Linked DNA regions of Mus musculus: region 1 is linked to region 2. Evidence: chromatin contacts called from public HiChIP or PLAC-seq data. All regions are on one chromosome and are shown on one strand. Each heading gives the region's core, a stretch centred on a gene start, on an enhancer-like site or on the middle of the called end of the contact. The rest is flanking DNA. Distances are from core to core; before and after follow the strand shown.

Evidence for each region. HiChIP or PLAC-seq counts read pairs in DNA pulled down with a chosen protein or histone mark.
Region 1: an H3K4me3 HiChIP or PLAC-seq map of bone marrow-derived macrophages shows a contact between it and region 2, with 2.6 times the contacts expected there. The contact joins the promoter of Hspa8 here to the enhancer-like site in region 2. A contact is called at or near these places in 3 of 39 promoter capture datasets (the C10 cell line and second pharyngeal arch cranial neural crest), 3 of 115 datasets of contacts at active chromatin or transcription factors (bone marrow-derived macrophages, embryonic stem cells and heart atrium) and 1 of 9 other capture datasets (adipose tissue).

Annotation. Positions count from the first base shown.
Region 1 is chr9:40,796,686-40,803,148 of GRCm38.p6, reverse strand. Hspa8 (heat shock protein 8) reads right to left here and starts at 1,873. Exons shown (of 9, transcript NM_031165.5): 1 at 1,801-1,873; 2 at 1,022-1,231; 3 at 526-731; 4 at 258-410; 5 at 1-175. The coding sequence starts at 1,226.
Region 2 is chr9:40,573,708-40,579,888 of GRCm38.p6, reverse strand. No RefSeq gene overlaps it. Among named protein-coding and RNA genes, the nearest start is that of Gm48277, 19 kb to the right of the region's middle. Within about 2 kb of position 4,553, at least 99 of the 459 cell types and tissues checked have an H3K27ac peak or open chromatin away from gene starts, as enhancers often do. A contact at or near this core is called in adipose tissue, bone marrow-derived macrophages and second pharyngeal arch cranial neural crest, where this site is marked.

The sequences.
Region 1 (6,463 bases), core at 624-3,123, 230 kb before region 2:
GCTTGAACTCAGCAATGAAATGATTGACCATTCGGTTGTCAAAATCTTCTCCACCTAAGTGGGTGTCTCCAGCTGTTGATTTGACCTCAAAAATTCCATCCTCAATAGTGAGGATTGACACATCAAAAGTGCCACCTCCCAAGTCAAAAATGAGCACATTCCTTTCAGCTCCGACCTGTCAAATAAGACATTCTTAGCTCAGGCCTGTTTCTGGCAAGTTAACCCTAACAAAGTTGTACTTGATTTGAAATGCCTACCTTCTTATCTAAGCCGTAAGCAATAGCAGCAGCAGTTGGTTCATTGATGATTCGAAGTACATTGAGGCCAGCAATAGTTCCAGCATCTTTTGTTGCCTGTCGCTGAGAGTCATTGAAGTAAGCGGGCACTGTGACCACAGCGTTGGTAACGGTCTAAAAAACAATGAATTGCACAATTGTTTGGTTGGCAAATTCCCGATCAGAATGTGTGAATTAAACATAAAGGTAACACCCATCTCAAATGGCACCTGTTAAAAAAAAAACCCACCTTTCCGAGGTACGCTTCTGCAATTTCCTTCATCTTTGTCAGAACCATGGAGGACACTTCCTCTGGGTAGAAACTTTTTGTCTCCCCTTTGTATTCCACTTGGACCTTGGGCCTGCCTGCATCATTCACCACCATGAAGGGCCAGTGCTTCATATCAGACTGAACAACAGCATCATCAAACCTACGCCCGATCAGACGTTTGGCATCTGTAAAATATTAAACATACCTCATCACACTCCTTAGTGCCTATCACTGCAAAAAAAAAAAAAACCAAAAAAACAGAAAACAAAAACCTGCAGCACCCATCTAGATGGACGTAATCTCTAGTGCAGGAAGCCAAGGCCCATATTTAAAATCTTGTGGCCTTATATTGTCATATTTAAACAGTTGCAATCTCAGGCTGCAGTTATTAAGGCAGATCTGTTTCTACATTCCAAATGCCCTGCCCCCCAGCCCTTTTACTCATGCTAGTGGCACAAAGATGCTGGCGACTTACCAAAAACTGTGTTGGTGGGGTTCATTGCAACCTGATTCTTGGCCGCATCCCCAATTAATCTCTCTGTGTCCGTGAAAGCAACATAGCTTGGCGTGGTGCGGTTACCCTGGTCATTGGCAATAATTTCCACCTTTCCATGCTGGAAGACACCCACACAGGAGTAGGTGGTGCCGAGATCAATGCCAACTGCAGGTCCCTTAGACATGGTTGCTATTAGAAAAAAAAAGGAGGGGGGCTAAGCACTCGCTTTCCGGCTTTTATCCAGTCCGCAGTGGGTCTGGACTTGGTGACCCAGACCTATCACCTGAAGCCACGCGGCAGGCTCGTGGCAGCAGTGCTGCAGTATAGGTGGTCTGTGCCAAGCCTGGCACAGCCCGCCCAAGGCTCAAGGAACCATCTGTCCTAAAGGTCTGCGACAATGGTGGAGCACGTGGCCACCTCCGAGCGCCCCCCGAACCCCCCCCACCCGGACCGCGCACCGCGGGAGCCAGGATCCCCCTTTCCCACCTCGGGGGGCCCTGCCCTGTGGGCGCCGGGCAGAAGCCTTATATTTGAAGTCACAGACAGGATAAAAAGACCAGGGCGCCTGTGGCTCCCCTCCCCCGCCACGCGGAGCCACAAGGCCATGGCGGCGCCGCCCTGACTCAGCCCATCCTCCGGATCTGCTGCAGTCTCTGTCCCTGGTGGTGACGGCCTGAGCTGCAGCCGCCGCCTAAGAGACTCCCCGGGACTCCTGCACCACCCCGGACCCCCGCAAACCCCCGAGTCCCATGCCTCACCTTGTGTGTAGGCCCAGCTGCGCTGACGACGAGACCACACAAATGCCAGGCAGCTGCCTCCGCGTTCAATGAGACCGGTTTCCGCCCGCTTCCCTCTCTCTTATACCCTGTCTTAGAACCTTCCAGAAGGGTGCCGCCCCATCCCGCTGCCGATCATAGCTTCTTAGCCAATGGACGACCAGCCCTTGCCGACTGCACTAATGAAGAGCCAGAACGCTCGCCTAGGTCCCGCCTTCTCCCCGCCCCGCCTCGCGATGACGCACGACCGCGGCGTTCTGGAACTTTCACGCTCGCCCCCGCTCTGGGAACGGCCCGGGGGGAGCGGAGAAGGCGGGGCGCCGGGAGCCCGCGCGCGGGAGTCCTCTGTCACTCAGAGCTGCTGGGGGAGGGGAGAGGGTCGCCGGCGAGTGCGCGTGCGCGACCCGGCAGCGCAGGCGGGAGGGGGCGGAAGGATGCCCTGGGAGGAAGGCGGGTACCTCCGCGACGGACCAATGAGAGCAGCGTTCGGCCGGATCCCTACCTCTTGGGACCCCGGGCTGCCTGAGAGAAGAGCCTGAGGGAGGGGGAGTCCGGGAAGAGAAGACGGAAGTGGGGCGAGGACAAAATGGCTGCGAAGGTTGTTGCGCCCCTCCCCCACACGACCCTCGGTCCTTCTCCCTGAGCCCGGCGGTTTCCCGGCCTCGGGCTTGGTCCACCCCAGCCTGAGACTAAGGAGCACTGCTAGGCTTCTTGTTTCGTGCTGCCAGCTTGTGGGAGGCTAAGCCGCCGCGCTATCTCGCTGGCTTTCCCCACCCCTCACCCCCCACAAAATGGGACACCTCGATTCCCCCCCCCCCCAGTGCGGAGGCTCGATCTGCCTGGCTCGCCACATGTCCCCAGGATCGTTTGTGATCCTCTATCAAAGAAATGGCCCAGTCCTCTCTGCTTACCCCTGAGCCGAACGCCCCTCCCCACCTCCGCTGTCCCACAGGGGACAGCGTGACCTCTGTCCCCTCTCTGCTCCACCAGACTCATCAGTTAATGGAATAAATGTACGAAAGATAAATGTTTTTTGTCCCTTTGTGGGTGAGCTAGGCACTGGCATTCCTGGTTTCCGGCAGCCCCGTGTCCTTGATAGAGTGATCGCGACCTTTTTATTTTCAGTAACATGAGGTAATGTCTCTCCTGACTTGACTTTTACCAAAAATTAAACGCCCGGCCGCGCTGAGTCCTTGAAAACGTGACTGAGCCAATGGCCGGAGCGAGTGCTTAGACTCTGAAACCGCAGTGCCTGGAGGCTGGGCGTTCCGGGCCTCGTCACACCCGGCTCTCTAGCACTTTCCACGCGTCCTTTCAAATAGGCAGGGAGTGCAGCTCTTTATTAGTTAGATAGGTTGTCTTTTTATTTTTTAAAGAATACTGTTGTGGCGTTTAAATTGGAAGGTCTCCAGACCACGTGAGGAAGGCTAGCGGAAGACCGGGGACTCTTTGTCCTTGTCAAAAGCTAGTAATCACTAAGACAGTCATAAATAAATTTTTTCTTTGGTATTTGCATCTCGGGAGGAATGTTGGCTTGGAGTTCATGGGAGGATGTACAAGGATGTAACTCTGTTGCAGTTCAAGAAGATCGTTTTAATACAATGCTTTTTGCTAACCTAAAGTGTACATAACATGTAAAGTGCTCTCTATAAATATCAAAACACTTTTCTAAGGTATGTAGTACCCCATATTAGAAACCTGAGGGAAAGTGAGACACAGAGACATTACTTATAGGAATAGACACAACTGTTTTTTCTTGGAATCACCCTCTCCACTTTTTTCTTTTTTCTTTAAGCTAAGGTGTGGTGGTTCGAGCTTTTAGTTAGCACTGAGGAGAAGGATCAAAAGTTTTGCTAGACAGAAGTTAGGATATATGAGACTGTCAGTCTGTAAGTAAATTTTTAAAAATTTAGAGCCGGAGTCTGTTTCACAAGCTTACATTCTGGGATGGGAGGTGGGTGGTTCAGGCCTGTGACCCTTGCGACTCCAGAGTCTAAAACAAGGCCTGCCTGCCCTGCCCTGCCCAAACAAAGGCTTGCCTGAGCAACTCAGTGAAACCCCGTCTCAAAAGAAGTCAAACTGAGGCAGCATGGGGAGACAGGAAATGCTGAGGGTAGGAGAAGGAGAGAGCAGGCCCCTTGCCTGGCAATCCAGTTGAAGCCTCTTGCCAGTGGAAAAATAAGAATTCCAGCAAATTAACAACTCCTTAGTACCCTTCTACCTTCCCAGCCATGAGCCTGCAAGCTTCCAGGAATCTCACCAGAAACCCCATCTACAGGGAAAAGACTTGACTAACTCTAGTGAAGTCTTTTTGTTTGTTTGGTTTTGTTTTTGTTTTTTGAGACAGGGTTTCTCTGTGTAGCCCTGGCTGTCCTGGAACTCACTTTGTAGACCAGGCTGGTCTGGAATTTAGGAATTGGCCTGCCTCTGCCTCCCAAGTGCTGGAATTAAAGGCGTGGGTCACCATGCCCGGCTTCTAGTGAGTCTTAGTGGCCCCAGGCTTCACTTTATCAGATGACCATTCCAGCCGAGGCATCTCAGGAGCCAACCTATAATCTCACTTATCAAGAGACAGAAAAGGAGGAGGGGACATTTGAGGCCCTGCAAGACAGGGGGTTGTAGATTAGTGCAGTCTCAGCTTCCCTCTGCAGAGAATGCCGGTTAGGTTAATGCTGAGTTCAATCGACTGATAGGTGCTCAACCTTACAGGGATGTCGTATCACCTCCCAGACTCAGGAAGCATGAGGGAAGAGGGGGTTGAAAGAAGAAAGAGGCAGAGGATTATGACATCCTGGGCATGACATGGCAGTGGCACTCCGGAGTCAGTGGCTGCCATCACTGCATGGGATCCTCTCAAGACGGACTGTCTAAATAGTCACAAATGGGGAGGGGCTCAGGGGCTCTGCCTCACCCTAGTGGAGAGGAAGTCTGTCTTCAGTGGGGAACCACTGGTGTGAGTAAGCTTTGCTCTAGCTGCTAAGCGCACACTTGGGCCCACAAAGGCAGCCTTCATTAATCCTGTGGGTCACAAAGTAAAGTCAGAAGTCCTGAAAGTGGAATGGGGATCTTTTAAAGAAGATTTATTTTTATTACTGTATCTACGTGTAAGGGTGTCAGATTACCTGAGAGTAGTTATAGGTGGAGGCGAGGTATAATTTTCTAGGGCTTCTGGCCAGATTAATCACTGCTAAATTCCAGTCCCAGGCCAAGAAGGTAGAACTCTGGTCTAGTATGATCCCCGACACCTCACAGGTCCACACCCCTGCACATACACACCACACATACACACATGCACAGAAATAGTTTTTAGACAGAAGAATTAATCTCTGCCTTTGTCACTCAAAATGTGCTCTTGAATTTGAGCTGTTTTTACTATCTAATATATCAAAAGCACAAAAGACCACCTAGCTCGATGGGTAAAGTGCTTGCCATGCAAACCTGAAGACATGAGTTTGATTCTTGGAAGCTATTGAAAGAAAGGGGGAAGAGAGAGAGAGAGAGGGAGAGAGAGAGAGAGAGAGAGAGAGAGAGAGAGGCAAACTGGTCCTTCAGGGTTGTACTATGACCTTCTTACGTGCTCCATGGCATGAGTGCTCCTTCCATTATAAAAAATAAAATTATTGACCAAATAAAAGCAGAAAATATAATGAGCCGGTCGGTGGTGGCACACGCCTTTAATCCCATTATATATATAGTGAAAGTTGTTCCTTTGCTTCTAGCATCTCAGGGTTTCAAACAGAAAATTTACTTATTCACAATCTGAAATAAACCAAGCATGTGATATGCACCTATAAGCCCAGATCTCAGGAGGTGGAGATAGAAAAAAAAAAAAGCTAGTTCTAGGCTATCTTAGGCCACCCATTAAGACTGTTTAAAAAAGAAGAAGAAGAAGAAGAAGAAGAAGAAGAAGAAGAAGAAGAAGAAGAAGAAGAAGAAGAAGAAGAAGAAGAAGAAGAAGAAGAAGAAGAAGAAGAAGAAGAAGAAGAAGAAGAAGAAAGAAGAAAAGCAGGAGCAGGAGCAGGAGCAGGAGCAGAAGCAGAAGCAGAAGCAGGAGCAGAAGCAGAAGCAGGAGCAGAAGCAGAAGCAAAGAGCAGGGTGCTTGTACACACCTATAAATCTCAGCACTTGGGAGTCAGAGGCAGGCCAATTCCTAAGTTCCAGACCAGCCTGGTTTACAAGATTGAGTTCCAAGACAGTCATGGCTACACAGAGAAACCCTGTCTCAAAAAACCAAAATAGCCGGGCATGGTGGCACACACCTTTAATCCCAGCACTCGGGAGGCAGAGGCAGGCAGATTTCTGAGTTTGAGGCCAGCCTGGTCTACACAGTGAGTTCCAGGACAGCCAGGGCTACACAGAGAAACCCTGTCTTGATAAAACAAAAAAAAAAAAAAAAAGAAAAGAAAAAAAGTAAATAATAATAATATGGGGTTGGCGAGATGGCTCAGCGGGTAAGAGCACTGACTGTTCCTCTGAAGGTCCTGAGTTCAAATCCCAGCAACCACATGGTGGCTCACAGCCCTCCATAATGAGATCTGATGTGTCTGAAGTCAGCTACAGTGTACTTATGTATAATAGTAAACCTTTAAAAAATAATAATAATAAATAAATCACAGCTTGGGTGCTTGGGACTTATAATGGAGAA
Region 2 (6,181 bases), core at 3,304-5,803:
TACAATGCTAGGAGCATGGGGACTCAGAATCAATTTTAAGTAAATCTCAAAAGCAGATCAACTCTAGTCACGGGAGGCCATGAACATCCAGAGGTTTTTCTAACCTCTGCTTCCTGAACCCCAAATAGTGTTCCAGACAAGCTACATGGGAAGACTGAACAACAGATAGCAGGTATCGATGAGGAAGGAGGTAGAGGGCTCCAGCCATGACTACCCAGGCAGATAGGAAGGGGGATGTTGGTGTCCTGTGAAATTGTACAGTGGTATGTTATTTCTTTCTAGGCCTTTGTATCTCTCTGTGATATCTGGAAACAAGAACCCCCTGTTCACCTGCTCCCAATTTCTCTCTCTCTGTGTGTGTGTGTGTGTGTGTGTGTGTGTGTGTGCAAGCAAAGAAGCAAAGGGAGGTACAGCTCACGTGACAGACATGATTCATGTGCTAAATACAGAGCCCCACAGTCATTATCCATCATGCAGTCTTGGAAGACGGCTCCCAACTGTCATAAATGTGGAATAAACATCCTTCTGCAATTGATTCCACAGCAAACGCTCAAATAAGGTAGTGTTAGCTACCCCTTTCCTGCCTGGAAACTGGCAGAAAATCAAAATTACTGCTCAGCAGCCACCTGCGACTCAGCCACCTGAGCTGCCTGTGTGACCTGGAAGACCGTGGATGAAAAAAAACAAAACAAAAAGGGAACAGAGACTGTGGGTTTGTGACAACAGAGATGCCCGTGTCTACCTGGTCCCCGTGTCCTATCTAAACAAGGCCAGCTCTCCAATCAATGTGATAACCTACTTGATCTTGCTTATGCCCACACCATCTCCCAAAGGCTTCTTCCTGCTTCCCCCACCTTTTAACCCTATTCTATATTAATCTCGCCACCTCCTGGCCTTCCCCATGTGATCATCCAAGCTTCTATCAGAGCGGTTGCTGGGGCAACTCCCAGTCGAGGTGGAGCAAGCAGGTTATCTCTGGTGTGATCTGAAAGTACCTTACCCTTTACAGAAAGCTCCTATTAAAATAATTATATTACCTTGGGGGAACTGGAGATGGGGGAGAAAAGAGAATGGGAAATTCAGCCTGAAAATTGGCGAGGAATATTCCATTGGTTAGCTAAGGCAAATGCTGCTAGTCTAGGAAGGAGAAGCTGGTAGGTCCTGGGTAGAGGATGGCGGGGATTAAAAGTGGTGGGGGACTGAGGGAAATGGGCTGGGGGCGGGGGGAGAGCTGGAGGGCACCAGGAAAGCTAAAAGGGTGATGAATCTGGGGACTCAACCTGTCCTGACAAGTCACGCAGTATCTCTGTGTGTCAGAGAGAAAAGCGTGTACGCCGAATTTGGAAAATTGGATCATTTGGAGTCATTAGTTTAATTAATGTATTTACTCTCTGTTTTATTTGTTTATTTTTGTGATGGGGCCTTACACGTAGACTGAGCTGATCTCAAACTTGGTATGTAGCTCAGATTGACCACAAACTACTGATCTTCCCTCCTGACCAGCTGGAATGCTGGGACTACAGGCATGTGACATTAGGCTCAGTTCCCCGGCAGCCCCCCACCCCCGCCTCTCCCTCTCCCTCTCTCTGTATGTACATGGGCATGTATATATGAGGGTGCACTTGCACATGTGTGTGTGTGTGTGTTTGTGGTTGCCTGTTCAAGTGGGGCAGAGATTGGTGCTGGGAACTACTCCAAAGATTACCTTATTCACTTAGGCAGGGTCTCTCTGTTAAATTTAGAGCTCCCCAATATGGCTGGTTTCCCTAGCTAGCTTGCGTGGGAGATCCAGGCCAGGATCACAGTAGGCCACCATGCTCGCCTGTCATTTATGTGACTTCTGGAGATCTGCTCTCTAGTCCTCATGCTCTTGGGGTAAATGCTTTAAGCACTGAGCCATGTCCCAAGTCTCTCAAGGGGATTCTCCTTCCGGTTTTTAAAACATGGATTTTAAATGTGGCTCTGTCACTATGAGTGTGACCTGCTCTCAGAGGGTTATTTTCCCCACAGTTGATTGTGTGGGTCACAAAGTATTATGTGTCCAAAGCCCATGATTTAGAAGGCATGTGTGCCCACCCATTGTGAGCATGCTTGTACACCCACCCACTCAACCCCACCCACCGACCCCTGAACCCTCATACACCATTTTTGCCAAAGGGAAAAAGTAGTTACAATGTGCCTTTCTATATACTCTTTCTTCCATTTAGATCACATTCCTACAGGCTCATCATGACCACCCCAGTTAGATTAATCCTAAGAGTCAGAAAGTCCCTAGCAATGTCTCTGTGAATACAAAGACCCATACAGGCAAGAGTTCACTCGGCAAAATAGAATCTCGGGAGCCCTTAGCCTCAAAGGCTCTGTGATCACCCCGGCTCCACTTTCAACCTGGAATGTTCAGAACAGCTAATTAGTTGTGTACCGAGTACCACACATCTGAAAGACAGTGATCGTTTGACATTAATTAGGAAGCCATCTGAGCGTGTGGTGTCTGAGTCGCATGGTGAAAGTCAGAGCCTACAACCACTTGAGGAAGGAAGCAGTTGACACTTTTGCTTTCACACTGTGCCAGGCCCAGGATGTGGAGGACAGTGGGGACCCAGCTTTTCTGATGAAGACACTGAAAATACACCGATTGAAAGTCGTGCAGGTTAGATGGGCAGTGGTGGCTCAGGGTTTTAATTCCAGCAAGGTGGATCTTGGAGTTTGAGGCCAGCCTGATCTACAGAGTGAGTTCCAGGGTTACACAGAGAAACCCTGTCTCAAAAACAAACACAGAAAATAATAAATAAATAACAGACAAATAAGAGGCATACAGGTTAATTTTCTTTGGGGTCCGTGTTGGCATGAGTTGTGCTTTGAGTGGTGGGTGTGAAGATGAGAATCAGACACCTGTAAAGGTGTCCTAGAGATGGAGCAAGGCTGCCCTTGAACCTCTGCACTTACAGCTACCACCATGAATAGCTGCACAGTTACTACGTGCCCTGCCCTGTACTAAGCATTTTTGAAACTTTATCTCTTTGAATTATCACAGCTGCTCTACCAGAAGTGATCTTCTTATCCCATTTTCAGAAGAGGAATTCAAAACTCCGCAAGCAAGAGCACATAGCTGGCACATAACGGATGCCTGGCAATCACGGAGTCCTGCGCGTCTACAGTCAAGCCATTTACTCTGTATATCTGTATAGCATAATCTGTAAATGACCTGATCACTATCTTGGTTGACAGGAAGGAAGAAGTGGTCTGTGGAGTGCACTTCGTGGGGTAAGATTGGACTGAGCAGACAGAAAAGTCCAACTCCCATTGTCCCTAACAGCAGTGGGAAGGGCTAAGATAATCCTGTGTCTCCTCCTCAGAGTGTCTCCTATTCCACTGAACAGTTACAAATCCACAAGTTGGGTTAGTAACTGGATTCTTTTGTCCTGAAAGATGTTGACTGGACATTTTGATGGGGTCATGGTAAGGAAGAATTGGTTCATCTGGGATGATAACACTGTGAGTCAAAGATCATGAGTACTGTTAGCTCAGAACCACGTATGCCTCACATGGACCCCACAGTAACCCCAGGAGGTAAGTCTGACTGCACCCATTTATCTGTAGCAAAGCTGACTCTCAGAGAGGACGGTATACATAACATGCTTGGCTGTGACTCAGACCCCAGTGAACATGAAGCTGAATCCAGCCTCTTATCATTGATGCTTTACAACCACTTTACTAGGCAAGTGAGAGTTGACTTGAAAACTAACTACCAGTACTTACCCCTTCTCCCCTTCTTGTGAATTTGTCTCCAGTCCCCACAGCTGGTCAGTGAGAGCATGAGAGTCATGCAAGGGGAGGCTAGACCAAGTCACCATGTCACCAGATCGATTCACTTTGTGATCCAGTCTGTTTCCAGTACCTTTAACTGAGTATTGAGCTAATGAAAACTGAAAGCACAGGCACCGACTCAAAGCAAAGCCTTCATTCACTCAAGTAGGTTCTGCAAGTATTTAGTAAGCGTGGTGGAGAGATGAATAGAAGTCCCGAGGTGGCTGGTCGGAATAACGTTTCTTGCCAGAGAGAAACTCAGTGGTGTTGATGATGGGTGAAATACGGTTTGCTCTTCTGGAGAGATGGAGAATGAAGTGGTGTTTGGATGAGAACAAGCCAGACACCAACAAAGGAGTGAGAGGGAGATGCTGCAAGTGAGAAGGGGGAATTTCAGGGAAAAAAAAACAGAGACAACAATGACAGGGAGAGCCATATTCCCAGACAGTCTTGAAAATAATTACAGCTCGTAGAAAAATCAATCAGCAAGGCTCTGCTAAATGCTGGGAGGACAGAGTGTTGTGAAAGCAAAGGGCCAGGCTCCTCTGCAGTACAGCGTACTGGGCAAGATAAAAATAGCATGCTTGAAACAATTAGAGAGCAATTAATGTCAACCCGTCTGGTTCTGGCTCAAGTACAACAGGATTCAGAGTGGAGGAAGCTTGGAGACCTGGAATAGTCTATCAGACCCTTGTAGGGAAAGGTCCCTAGAGGCCAGACGTCTTAGACATCTGATGTTTGAAAGAAGGGTTCATTCGTATAAACACCCTGCTTATGCAATACAGTGCAACCCACACTGACCACATTCCTACCCTTCCAGAAGTTTCTGATTACAAAAGAGAACACAGTGTTTGACTTGTGGCAGTTTGACCATGTGAGTGAATGAATGATCTGGGTACTGGAACTTCTCAGGGTCACAGAAGGAGTGGAAGGCGGGAAAAGCACAGCTGCAGAAATAGCGCCTGGAGCGCACATACTGTTTACAGTCAGGGACTGTCTCTACTCCATCTCTATTGTGGGGGCTGGACAGAAGACTCAGCAGTTAAGAGAACTGGCTGCACTTCTAGAGGACCCAGGTTCTATTCTCAGCACCCACATGGTGGCTCATAACCCCTGGAACGCCATTCCCAGGGATCTCCCTCAAGCACCTGGTACAAACATGGTATACAGACACATATGCAGGCAAAACGGCAAAGTACCCATATGCAAAAGTAAATACAATTTCTTTAAAAAAAAAAAAAGAAAGAAACCACCATGAACTCGTAGTGACTATGGCAACATGCACAAGACCTGCACAGGCTCAAGCTAGAAAAGATACCAGGGCTGATGGGGGTGAGGGTGGGGGTGGCGGGAGGTGGGGTGGGGGTGGGGAGGTGTTAGGGGGAGTGAACTTGGGTCTCATCCCTAACTAAGAAGCCATTTGCAGTTGCTACCTATGGGCAAAGGGACAATTGGTTTTCTCCAATGGAGTGCACTGGGTATATCAACCACATTGTAGGTCAAGCCCCATGCCCAGGAGTAGCTAGTCAGTATAAAATGGACATGATTAATGTGTGTGTGTGTGTGTGTTTGTTTTGTTTTACTTCTTCCTTCCTTCCTTCCTTCCTTCCTTCCTTCCTTCCTTCCTTCCTTCCTTCCTTCCTTCCTTCCTTCTCTTCCTTCCTTTCTTTCACTCTCTCTTTCTTCTCTCTCTCTTCTCTCTCTCTCTCTTTTCTTTTTGGTTTCACTGATCTTTTGTGTGTTTTGAATTTTGGTTTTGTGGGGTTTTTAGCTTTCTTTTAAATTTTTTAGTCATTTTAGAAAGAGAAATAGCAAGAGCATACAATTGGGTGGGTAGGGAGGTTGGAGAGGATCTAGGAGGAGCTGATGGAGGGCAAAACATGGCCAAAAGAGTACTAAAAAAAAAAAAAAGGGAGGTTCCATGTTGGGATACATACTCTAGACAGATGCCAGTCTATTGGCTTCAAAACATATCACTGTGGAGGCTTTTCCTGGAACTTAGAACCTGGTTCATTTGCATCATGGTTTGAGTGATTGGATAATTTTTCTTAAACATACATCCTTTAGGTCTGCAAATAGATTACACAGACTATATCTATATCTGCAATTTTTAATTTTTAAAAATACCTTTTAAAAAGTACTTTTAAAAAATACTTTTAAGTCTGCAAATAGATTACACCGACTGCGAATATATTACACAGACTAATTCTATAGGCACTGGATAGCGACATTAGAAGTGATTTTGGTTTTCTCTAAAAATAGCTACTTTCAGGTGGGGAGATTAAATATATGCATTTAGTGTGGTGTGTAATTGCTATCAGAGGATGCTGTACAGAATAGAAGGCGAGCAGAAGAGAAAAGGGCCTTAAAATAG